Linked DNA regions of Mus musculus: regions 1, 3 and 4 are each linked to region 2. Evidence: chromatin contacts called from public Hi-C and HiChIP or PLAC-seq data. All regions are on one chromosome and are shown on one strand. The core of a region is the stretch at or near the end of the contact, and the rest is flanking DNA. Distances in the headings are between cores, read along the strand shown.

Region 1 (2,700 bases), core at 183-2,682, 840 kb before region 2:
AAGAAAGAAAGAAAGAAAGAAAGAAAGAAAGAAACTGAACCTGGATTCTTTGTAAAAGCAGCAAATACTCTTCTTAACTGCTGAGCTGTCTCTCCAGCTCCAGAACTGTCAATTTTAAGGTTTATTGTCATATACAAGGGTCTCTATGAGAGATATTAGCATATGGATATGCTAACTACCTTGATTGCAGTAATCATTTCATAATATATACAGTGGTCAAAATGTTATGCTGTAAAGTTTAGATACACGCACTTTTAAATTCGTAAATAATATTGGCGGCACATGCTTTTAATTCCAGCAATTGGGAGGTAGAGGCAGGTGGATCTCAGTGTTGGTGACCAGTCTGCTCCACAGAGAGAGTTCCAGGCCAGCCAGGACCACATAGAAAAACCCTATCTTGAAAACAAAACAAAACAAAACAAAAAATCTTATGAACACTAAAGTAAAATAAATCCAAACGGCCACATGATGGAGCCAAAGCCTTGATGGTTAATAGGCCTTTCACTTAAACTGAACTAGTTTATTTTTAAAAATGTTTGAGTAAATGTTTCTTTGTCACGTTTTCAACATAACACTTTGTTTCTAACAATGTTTTTATGTCACAAGGTAGACCTGATTTGTCCTTATTCTTTCAAACTTGAAAAACTGTAATTTTTAAACCCCGTGTAGCATAGGCGTGGTGTGGTGCAAAAGGCACAATCATGTTTACTTATTAAGGACAAGACCAGCAGAATCCATGAAAAATGGAAATTCCATTCCTCAAAAAATTTCCCTATGGTGTCTCTCCAGCAAGAGACATTCACAAGTAGAAAGCTACTTGTGCCCTGCTTGAACAACACCCTCTATGTTTGCTGATACAGCTACTGAAAAGAGCCAATGAAAACCTGAAGACTCACTGGCTAAACTCTTTCATTTTACTCTCCAAATGAAACTGAGTTCTGGAGAAAAGCAGGACATGGATTGCAAGTTAGTGGGTACTAGAGATGTAATGTTTTGCTTTGCAGTTCTTGTAGACTTTAGCACGGACACTTGTTCAACAAATGTTCTCTAGTTTTTACTAGGCTTAGGACTGTGAATGCAGGTCTGGGAAATGAATTTTAAAGCAAAAACTGCCACCTTCTGGAACTGCAAATGCCACCAGCACTCACGGGTATCAGGGGCACAGAGCACAAAAACTCATGTGCTATGGAGGTCGAGAGTCATGAGTGTCGTTAGTTTTAAGAAGCATATTGTTTGTTTTAGAATATTTTGACTTTCCTTAAACATTATCCTTTTCTATAAGAAGAAATAAAGGGGAAGCAATATGTTTTCATTCTGGAGTTTTTTATATCAGCCCTCTAAGTTGGAGATCTGATTTTGGTAACCTTCAGTATTGGAGTGTTGATAAAAGATGGCATATAGAAAGGAAGTCAGATGCAGAGCCATTCCTCCGAGCTTTCAGTGACAGTGAAGATACTGGTAGGAGGAATCACTGTTGCAGAATGTTTGCTGACTCAGCTGGTGTAAGAGCTGGAAATCTGTGCTGGCTGGTCTTAAGTCAACTGACAAACAGGTTAGTGTTATCTCAAAGGAGAGAACCTTTACTGAGAAAATGCTTCCACAAGACAAAGCTGTAAGGCATTTTCTTAATTAGCTATTGATGGGGGTGGGTCCAGCCCATTGTGGGTAGTGCCATACTGAGGTGGTGGTCCTGTGTTCTATCTAAAGAAAGCAATCCAGTAAACAGCACCCCTTCATGGCCTCTTCATCAGCTCCTGCCTTGATTGAGCTTCTATCCTGACTCCCTTCAATGATGAGCACTGATGTTGATGTGTAAGCCAGATAATTCCTTTTCTCCCCAACTTGGTTTTATGTTATGGTTTTTCAGTGCAGCAACAGAAACCCTAAGACAAAACCTATAGCCATGCTCATGAGTGATGTGCTTAATTAACAAAATAGAGAAGAAAAAGCTTGAATTTTGGGTCTCAGATAAGATTAAAGTTGTATAATATGGTACTCAGGTCTAGAGGACAGAATTGGCTGAGGCCTAATGTGATAACTCAGTATGCAAACAGAATATCATAAAGAGCGAAGTAGCAAGGGGCCAGAGCAAGGGCTCACTGGAGAAAGGCACCTGAAACAAGAACATAAAATGGACTCCTACAAACAAAATGTCCTCTGATCACATACATGCTATGACATGCTTATGGGAACACACACACACACACACACACACACACACAAGTCACTCAACCAACCAACCAAATAATGAACTATTTTAAAGAGAGTAAGCAAAGAGGGAATATTAGTCTATTAAAAGTCCCAGGATATCTTTGCATACCCCTAAAGATAAATAGCAAAAGCTGTTCACTGGAGTTGGAAATTCATGGCACCACACGGCATCAGGCAAGATTAAATAGATGATCTGACTCTCTCACACAATGGAGTCTCCTCTCCTCTTCCCCCCCACCACATCATCGATAGTGTTCGGAAGTTGTTCCTTGTGAACAATGTGACATAGCTCATCTCTCTTATGTTTAAAATAAAATGTCGGCATCCCTTTCCTTTTTTGACAGACAAGGACATTGAAGCTTGAAGGAGAATTGTTGTTAGTGATGGAGCCAGGCAGCTCCTTGCATCACACTCTTATCTTTGTACCAATGGAAATTCTGTTTTGGCTCGTGACTTTAGTGTAAATTTGTTTTGAAGTAATACAAAAAA
Region 2 (2,700 bases), core at 21-2,520:
CTTTTCTGTTTTGTTTTGTTTGGTTTGGTTTGGTTTTTTTCAAGTCAGGGTTTCTCTGTGTAGCCCTGGCTATCCTGGAACTCACTCTGTAGACCAGGCTGGCCTCAAACTCAGAAATTCGCCTGCCTCTGCCTCCCAAGTGCTGGGATTAAAGGCGTGCACCACCATGCCCGGTGTACCAGGTCTTTTCTAAATAGAGGTATTTCATTGATAATCCTTTCAAGTTGGTTTACAAATGCAGAGTTTACATGATTAAAATGACCAACATGAAATTGAATGAATTTTGTTACTATATGCTCCTGCATATCTGCCACACAAAGGAGATAGTCTGACTCAACTATGGGCAGAGATCCTGGAAGCACATTTGACTTCTGTAATGGGGAGTGATGGCCTTGTTTGTTTGTTTGCTTGCTTGCTTGCTTGCTTGCTTGCTTGCTTGCTTGCTTGTTTTAGGATGAATGTGTCAGGTAAGCATGGAGGGTCAAAGCCATGGGAGCATAGGGACAAAGATGTGGAAGTGAAGGTAGAGAGTAAGATACAAGTCCCAACCCTATGGTGACTTCACACTGAAGAATGTCATAATCTGTTATCCCATGCCACTGATGGAACACTTACTATGCATTAGTAGTTTTCTAAGTTATCTTAGTTAATGCTTCGGAAGCTCTATGAGATACTTCTATATAATAGGCCCAGAACCCCAGCAATTTTGGAAAGCATAGCATATGCACAAATATTAAGTTTTGAGAGATTTGAAAATTGTATACGTCTGCACATGACATACACTCTGACATTCATGTCCTGCCATTCTGCCACAGACTCAACTATACAAGGTAGCTGGTTCCTCTGGCACATTGGTTTACAGAAAATTACATGACAATTCCATTTAAAACCAGAGGGGAACTTCTGTGTATAAGGCCCCTCGAGGAAAGAAGCTAGAGTGCCCCAAGTGAGGCACAGGGCCCTATCTAACCTACAAGATACTGTCTTCAGGATGTTAAAACTCAGTTTCATCCCCCTTGAAGGCCGGGAGTGCTGACTGTAACCATAGTCTGTTGAAAGGCCTGCTGAAAAAATCAATAAGACACTCAGAGCAGTGGTCACTGTGTGCTCACACCGTCTTTAGCCATCCCAAGAAGTCTAGCCAAAACACAAAGATAACTCTCAGATGTGAGACTTGGGATGTGGGCCTAGAACTGCTGTATCCAGGGAGACTAAAGTCAGATGGCCTGCATTGCCTTTGGTTTGGAGACAGTTAGACCCATACTGAGGAGACAGCGCCGCCTGGAGGACAATGCTAAAATGCAGTGTAAGTACTAACTGGAAAGAGGCAATAAAGGTTTAGCTCTAACAGTTTTGAAAATTTAACAAAAGTATTGTGTTTATCTGCATGTATGAGTCACATTCATTTTGGAAAATCTTCCAGAGGTGGATAAGATAATCCATTCCAGGTCATTCCTTCCAAAATCATCTTCATGCTCTTAGTAATGAAATGTTATTTTCCTCGTGGCCAATCCATTAGTCCAATAAATTGTCTTATAAAGGAAAGGTCTCTGAGGACTTGGTGAGAAGAGTCACATACTATACTTGAAGTAATGAAAAAGAGTTAAATAACCACACATTTGGTTTGCAATTCCTCATGTAGAATTGAGAGATACCACAGGTTATCAGGAACTTCCCTCCTTGATTTCTCTATGTAGATTGTCAGGTTATAGTGTCGTCGGTACTCCAAAAAGAAAAACACTAATTTACGTGTCCATGAATTGAATAGAGGATTATTAGGTAATAAAAATCAAATAAAACAACTAAAGTAATAGATTACCATGTCAATTTGTGACAGAACAGAAGGGAAATGACCTCATTGCTAGAGCTTACGAATGTCCACCCACTAGGCCAACAGTGTATAGAGGTGATGAGTGAAAGAGTTGCTACCTGAGAACCTGAAGTCTTGACCCTATATCTGTGTCTCATTTCCCACTGCCCTGCAGGAGTTCCTATTCACAGTGAACTACAGGAAGACTTTTTAAATCCACTTCCATATTATTGTCCTAGGCAGAGAGCATCTGAAGTTCTAATACATTAAATAGTAATATTTAAAGTACCTTTTTCCAGTCTGTGATTTCTCTCAACCTCCACCTTTTAAATTAAAAAAAAAATGCCCCTGGAATTTTAATCTAATCTTTGACAATGTGCTTATCTCTCAAGCAAAGCAAATCATAAAACATGCCAACTCAACTAGAACACATTTAAAAGTGATAAAAACTTACATAATGGAAGACAGACCTTCCAGTACTACTTGGACAAATTGTAATCACTCTGTATAGTCTGCAGGGTGAGCAGTGTTCTTTTTCATGTCTGTCTCTGATTCCTCACAGTAATTCTTGCTCTGATATCACCAAGCATACAGCAGTCTAAGTGCCCTGCATTTTTCTTATTGATGTATCTTTTAGACAGTCGGTCTCTCGGCTTACTGGCAGAGGGATGAAATGGAAGACTCTGCTTATCACTGTTCAGCTTCTGAAGGCAGACTTCCTACAGTGTTGCGGTTGAGAGTCCTGGGAAGAGTCTTATCTGCCGAGCTCACAGATACAGAAATTGAAAGCCTTGAAGCTTTGGGGATTCACATCTGTCTTTAAGTTTCCTGTAGGTCGATCTTCAAACTCTTTCCTCCCCAAGGTCCTCCTGCTCATGTTGTTTTGATGA
Region 3 (2,700 bases), core at 34-2,533, 890 kb before region 2:
AAGTTTCACTGCAGCATGGATGATGACATGACTTCTCCATGGCTGCATAGACAGAGTTCCCCTTTCAGCTAACCTTCCACAGTCCACATACCCCAATGCCTTTTGAGATCAGAAATTTGTATGTAAAACAAATTGCCAAAAGGTACTGGAGGAAACAGCACAATTTTCACTGCAGGGAGATCATACTAAGCAAATGGTGAGCTACTGGATCAGGAACAAGTTGAATTTTCTTAAACATTTTAGACAGAGTAGACAATAAATCATATCCAGGAGTAATGAGGAAATAGCTAAACTTACCTCAGATTCTTTTCTACATTTGGAAAGCAAGCATACGTGGCAACGATGGCCTGAAGAGGTTATTGCCCACAAGAAAATATATAATCATGACTACAAGATAGCATAGTCTATCCTTTATCTGAAGAAAAAGCAAAGCTCACACGTGGGACAGACTTGAACAGTTAATAGACATCCCCTGGCTGTGTTGCTACTTATCCTACTTATCCATTACAGATTTATCTCTGAGCAAGTAAAACTTTCGTAAGCTCAGGAATTTCCACTTCAGATATTGGGCAATCTTCTGGTCACTTCCTGTCATGAGTCAGCCCTTTTTATTGTTACAGAAGTAGCTGTTTACATCATTTGCTAAAGTAAATAAAGGTAAGGAAAAATGGAGGTAGAGGGGACACCATAAGCACTGCAGATCACTACAGACGTTAGGTTTTGTTATATTTTAAAGACAAAGTCTTCAGGTTGGTAGCCCAGGCTCCCTTTGCACTCTCTCCACAGCTGAGGACAGAGCTCCTGATCCTCTGCCGCCCAGGTGCTGAAATTGAGCGGTACCATTATCTGATCTCTTTGCAAACCTTTAAAAGTTTTGTAACTAACGTCTCCTAACAAATTCTCAACGTCTTTGCACATTTCTAAGTATTCAGCCATAGTATTATTTTATTGTCTACGTGGCATTTAGATGTTTCCCCAAACGACCTCGGTTTCTTGGTGACATTCTGAAGAGTTCTATGAATATTTTCTACAGAGCTACCAGGGAGGCTACAGCTATAGGTCCTCCCCGGAATGTCCTGGGGAAATGACAGCCGCCCTTCTCTGGCAGCACAGGAATATCTAGGCATTATCGCTGTTGACTAGGTGAGGTTTCCCAAGCGATCAAAACAGGCTCTGAGGCTAGAGCGGGGCACTCACAACCCGGAACCCGGAGGAAGCTCTGGCCGGAGCGTCTGACCTCTGACATCAGGCACCGGGCGGAAACGCTGCGCTGCGGATGAGTGCGCATGCGCACTCGGTGGGCGCCCGCAAAGGCTTGTTTCAGGTAGTGACTGCAGTGTGCACCCGGGTTTCAGGGTAGGGGTGGAGGGCGTCGCGTGGCTGTGAATCCCTGAGAGCTCCTAACGCTGAGCTCGGGAAGTTACACCCGGCCTTCCTAATACGGCGGTGCTGGGCTGTGGCGGGACCGCCTGAAAGGTTATCTGCCCTACACGGAAGTAGATAAAGTGCACAAGGCAGAATGGGCCTGAGGCGGCCTCCTGTGCATTAATCTTAGAAATGCCACATGGACTCAGTCCACACTGTACAGTAATCTTCGGTGAGCCTGAAGAAGGATGCCCCCTGTAGGGTGGGTTGGCGTTGTAAAACCCAGTGAGCTAGCTATCAGTTGACAGTCTGAAGGACCTCATAGATTACAAATAAAAGTTAAGTCCAAGCGAGGGTTGCATTTCTCTGTGACCACAGTCACACCTAGGGTGTGTGTAAGATTCTACTGTCGTTTAAATGATGCTTGCTGTCTCTTGTGGTCTATTCCAGGAATGTGTTTCTGATCTTCTGAATTTCAACCATGTTGTCAAAATGCTTGCAACATTTTCTAAAAGCCACAATCTCCCATCCATATCCAGCGTCATATTCTTGGTTAATAAGCAAACACAGATTTTATGGAACTGTGCCAGCAGCCATGTTGCGCAGACGAGTTGTCATCACAGGCATTGGCCTAGTGACACCACTTGGCGTTGGGACTCAACTAGTTTGGGATCGGCTTCTCCGAGGAGAAAGTGGAATTGTTTCTGTGGTTGGTGATGAGTACAAGAATATCCCTTGCAGTGTAGCTGCTTATGTACCAAGAGGTCCACATGAAGGTCAGTTTAATGAAGAAAACTTTGTGTCCAAATCAGATGCCAAGTCCATGTCTTCTTCCACCATCATGGCTGTTGGGGCAGCAGAGTTGGCCCTGAAAGACTCCGGCTGGCATCCGAAACGAGAAGCAGATCAGGTGGCTACTGGCGTTGCCATTGGCATGGGCATGGTTCCTCTTGAAGTTATTTCTGAAACTGCTTTGCTGTTTCAGACCAAAGGTTATAATAAAGTCAGCCCATTCTTTGTCCCTAAGATTCTGATCAATATGGCTGCAGGCCAGGTTAGCATTCGCTACAAACTCAAGGGCCCCAATCACTCAGTGTCCACAGCCTGCACCACAGGTGCACATGCTGTGGGAGACTCCTTTAGATTCATAGCCCATGGTGACGCAGATGTGATGGTGGCTGGGGGCACAGACTCTTGCATTAGTCCATTATCTCTCGCTGGGTTTTCCAGAGCCCGGGCTCTGAGCTCAAACCCAGATCCTAAGCTAGCCTGCCGGCCGTTTCATCCAGAGAGAGATGGTTTTGTCATGGGTGAGGGAGCTGCTGTGCTGGTGCT
Region 4 (2,700 bases), core at 163-2,662, 820 kb before region 2:
CCAGTGTCAGCTCCACAGTTATCCTGAGGAAATGCCTACCTTGAGGAAACATCTGTGGCCTGAACATCTAAGGTCCCAGGAATGAAGCCCTCTGGTGTCTTGGGTTTGTCTGTCTCAGTCCTAGAAAAATCTTTGTTCCTCAGAGACTCCAGAAAGCAGAAAACTTGGGTCATATGGCAAGTACCATTCTGGTCCTAAAAGGTTTATCTGGTTTGAATCAATGCCTTAGTCAGACTGAGGATATAGGATCAGGCTCCAACTAGGAGAGTCTACTTGTAGGGGCCTCACTGGAAGCAAAATGTAGAATATATCATTTTGGTTAACCACTTGTGTCTGTATTCAGACCATTTTCCCCTCCTTCAAGTTCCTGTGGCAGAGGAGAATTTGGGAAATGCCCTTTTAAGAATACTTCCCTGCCTAGGTCCTAGTAGAGAGTTTTCAGTAGGAACACTTGGTTAGAAAGAGGTAGAGTTTCCAAAGATGCTTTTAGAGAGTCCTAGAGGATCAGCCACATCCTGATTGAGGCAAGTTCTCTGTGAAAGTGCTGGTAGCCAAATTTCCTCTGGTTTTGCTACATGTGTGAATGTCTCTAGATCCCTGTGTAAAGCACTCCTACCTGTAACACAGACCACTTCCACATTTTCCAGATTAATTATGACTACAGCAAGCAATTACAGTTATTAAATTTTCTTGGCAGGGCTTTAACAGGGCAGAAGGGCAAATTAAATAGCAGATTTGGAAGCTAGGGTTGAGGCTTGGGCATAGGGCAGAGGCTGGACAAGCCAGGCCTGGTTTGTGGGTATGGAAGTTTTTGATGTCTATCAGGAACCACATGTGATATAATTGACCACAGCCTTGCTACTTGCTACTGAGTGGTAGCCTGGAAAGGACCAAAGGAGGCACATCAGAAGGTCAGAGGTAGAATGAGGTATATCTGAAACAAGGCTAGGCTGAGGAAAAATGGAAGGCCTAGCATTCAGGGATTCATTTGAAGTCCTGGAAAAGATCCCATGAGGGTCAAGACTAGGGTAAAATAGCCAGACTCATCATAAAGGGACTAAACAGATGAGCCTTGGTGGTTGGGAAAGTCAAGGTAGAAAATACTCACTGATGTTGCATGCCTGTGAGTCTGTGGATCCTGGATCAAGCATTGACCTTTAGGGGGCAAGTAGAGAACATTGGAAATCACAGTGGCTTAAGGCAATAAGACAATGTTTAGTACTCTTACATAACAGCAATAGGGCTTCCCTAAGCAAGTCAAGACTGATTTAGGACGAGGCAAGGAAAGATGCTGTTAGAAATAAGTTTGAAGTTGCAAAGAAAGAGATTACAATCAGGTTAAAGTGTCTCAACAAAGAAGTTTATTTCCTGTCAGAAGGGTGTGTTATTCACAATGATGGTTGAGCAAGCACACCTGCCCAGGAAGTGAACTCGGTTTGTGGGTGAGCAAGCACACCTGCACAGGAAGTGCAATTAGTTTGTGTTTAACTAGCCGCTGACTGTGTCTTTTCCCCATTGGCTGAGATTTGACCTCATGGTCTTTTGAGGGTAGATAATTTCAAAACAATTGGAGCAAACAATGAAGATGAGCAGAGCAGTGAACCATTAAGATATGATGATGCCAAGCAGGGCATTTGTGTAAAATCAGGCTTACCCTGGAAAGGATGAAAACATTTGCATAAAGGTTTTACCAGATGGGGAAAGTAAAGAGATTGGAATTCCTTGTTGTAAACAAAAGTTTTGTAGTGTTTGTCAGGACAGTCTAATATTAAATGTTTCTTACAATATGAAGATTGAAGAGTTACTGACTGTGTCCTGGCTGGTACATCTTGGATTTAGGGCTAAGACAGACACAGCCTCAAATATGGGATCCTTATGTGGCCCCACAGACACTGTCACATATGTGAAATCACAAAGGGGTTCCTTAATGGAGGTATATAAAATGAGACCTCGAGACTATGTAATGGCATTTGTCACTTTTTGTAGATGGCTTCATACACTTAGTGAGGTTCCAAGAAATCAGTTTTCCATTCTGTGCCTCAGTGTACCCCATTTGATGCTTGAATTCACATTCATCACACACATTTTAAAAAACAGAATATAATCTATCAATTTATTATAAAATATTTGCTTTCATTTAAAAGCGACAGTTGTACTGAAGTTCTGACATTTTTTATTGCTATTTTAGATTTTCTATTTTCTTTCAATCAATTGAATTTTAGCAAGATAGCTTTCTTTTTATGTGTTTTTGTGTGGGCTAGTTTTTTCCCCTTTGGTTATGTTTTTATTCAAATAGACTGTCTCTATTGGCTCTCTGGAATGAAACAAATTTTAATCGTTTATGCAGCCGGCTTTTTTCCTTCTGTGGTAGGTTTCTTTTCTGCTGGTTTTCTTGGTAGCCACAACCCTTTTCCCCTGCAGGCTTCTTATCTTCTTGACATCCTTGGGCTTCCTTTCTTCCTTGCCTACAGCCGACTTCTTGTCTGCAGTCTCCTGTGCTGCAACCTTCTTCAAGTTGGCTGCCTGTGCAGTGGCTGCTGTTTCCAGTTTTTCACCTGAAGTTTGTGATTCTGGCCTTAGGAAGAATGGTATTCCTGTGCATAGTCTTTGTGGTTCTTCAGTGGATTCTTCTTCAAGACTCTACACTGAATCTTCTTGTGTGGTGCTCAGGGGGCTCTTTGAATCTCTGGGATTTTCAAG

The links. HiChIP or PLAC-seq counts read pairs in DNA pulled down with a chosen protein or histone mark. A called contact is a pair of places that touch in the nucleus more often than the background predicts.
Region 1: a contact with region 2 is called in a Hi-C map of regulatory T cells, with 12 times the contacts expected there. The contact joins two enhancer-like sites. A contact is called at or near these places in 4 of 39 promoter capture datasets (the C10 cell line, hippocampal neurons, liver and 1 more), 2 of 15 datasets of contacts at CTCF or cohesin (large pre-B cells and pro-B cells), 124 of 484 Hi-C or Micro-C datasets (the 63-12 cell line, the AML12 cell line, the AtT-20 cell line and 67 more) and 16 of 115 datasets of contacts at active chromatin or transcription factors (the 230-238 cell line, CD8 T cells, PVALB interneurons and 11 more).
Region 3: a contact with region 2 is called in an H3K27ac HiChIP or PLAC-seq map of double positive thymocytes, with 10 times the contacts expected there. The contact joins the promoter of Oxsm here to the enhancer-like site in region 2. A contact is called at or near these places in 8 of 39 promoter capture datasets (the C10 cell line, cranial neural crest, embryonic stem cells and 5 more), 18 of 115 datasets of contacts at active chromatin or transcription factors (the 230-238 cell line, T-cell acute lymphoblastic leukemia, acute myeloid leukemia and 13 more) and 3 of 9 other capture datasets (adipose tissue, liver and pancreatic islet).
Region 4: a RAD21 HiChIP or PLAC-seq map of pro-B cells shows a contact between it and region 2, with 14 times the contacts expected there. The contact joins two enhancer-like sites. A contact is called at or near these places in 1 of 15 datasets of contacts at CTCF or cohesin (pro-B cells), 12 of 484 Hi-C or Micro-C datasets (B cells, CD4 T cells, CD8 T cells and 9 more) and 6 of 115 datasets of contacts at active chromatin or transcription factors (T-cell acute lymphoblastic leukemia, double positive thymocytes, large pre-B cells and 3 more).

Annotation. Positions count from the first base shown.
Region 1 is chr14:16,194,488-16,197,187 of GRCm38.p6, reverse strand. No RefSeq gene overlaps it. Among named protein-coding and RNA genes, the nearest start is that of Oxsm, 47 kb to the left of the region's middle. Within about 2 kb of position 1,432, at least 18 of the 459 cell types and tissues checked have an H3K27ac peak or open chromatin away from gene starts, as enhancers often do. A contact at or near this core is called in the P5424 cell line, double positive thymocytes, pro-B cells and 1 more, where this site is marked.
Region 2 is chr14:15,354,266-15,356,965 of GRCm38.p6, reverse strand. No RefSeq gene overlaps it. Among named protein-coding and RNA genes, the nearest start is that of Gm31577, 34 kb to the right of the region's middle. Within about 2 kb of position 1,270, at least 9 of the 459 cell types and tissues checked have an H3K27ac peak or open chromatin away from gene starts, as enhancers often do. A contact at or near this core is called in the P5424 cell line, double positive thymocytes, pro-B cells and 1 more, where this site is marked.
Region 3 is chr14:16,241,914-16,244,613 of GRCm38.p6, reverse strand. Oxsm (3-oxoacyl-ACP synthase, mitochondrial) reads left to right here and starts at 1,283. Exons shown (of 3, transcript NM_001359883.1): 1 at 1,283-1,324; 2 at 1,816-2,700. The coding sequence starts at 1,847.
Region 4 is chr14:16,172,258-16,174,957 of GRCm38.p6, reverse strand. It overlaps the pseudogene Gm8517. Among named protein-coding and RNA genes, the nearest start is that of Oxsm, 70 kb to the left of the region's middle. Within about 2 kb of position 1,412, at least 65 of the 459 cell types and tissues checked have an H3K27ac peak or open chromatin away from gene starts, as enhancers often do. A contact at or near this core is called in the P5424 cell line, double positive thymocytes and pro-B cells, where this site is marked.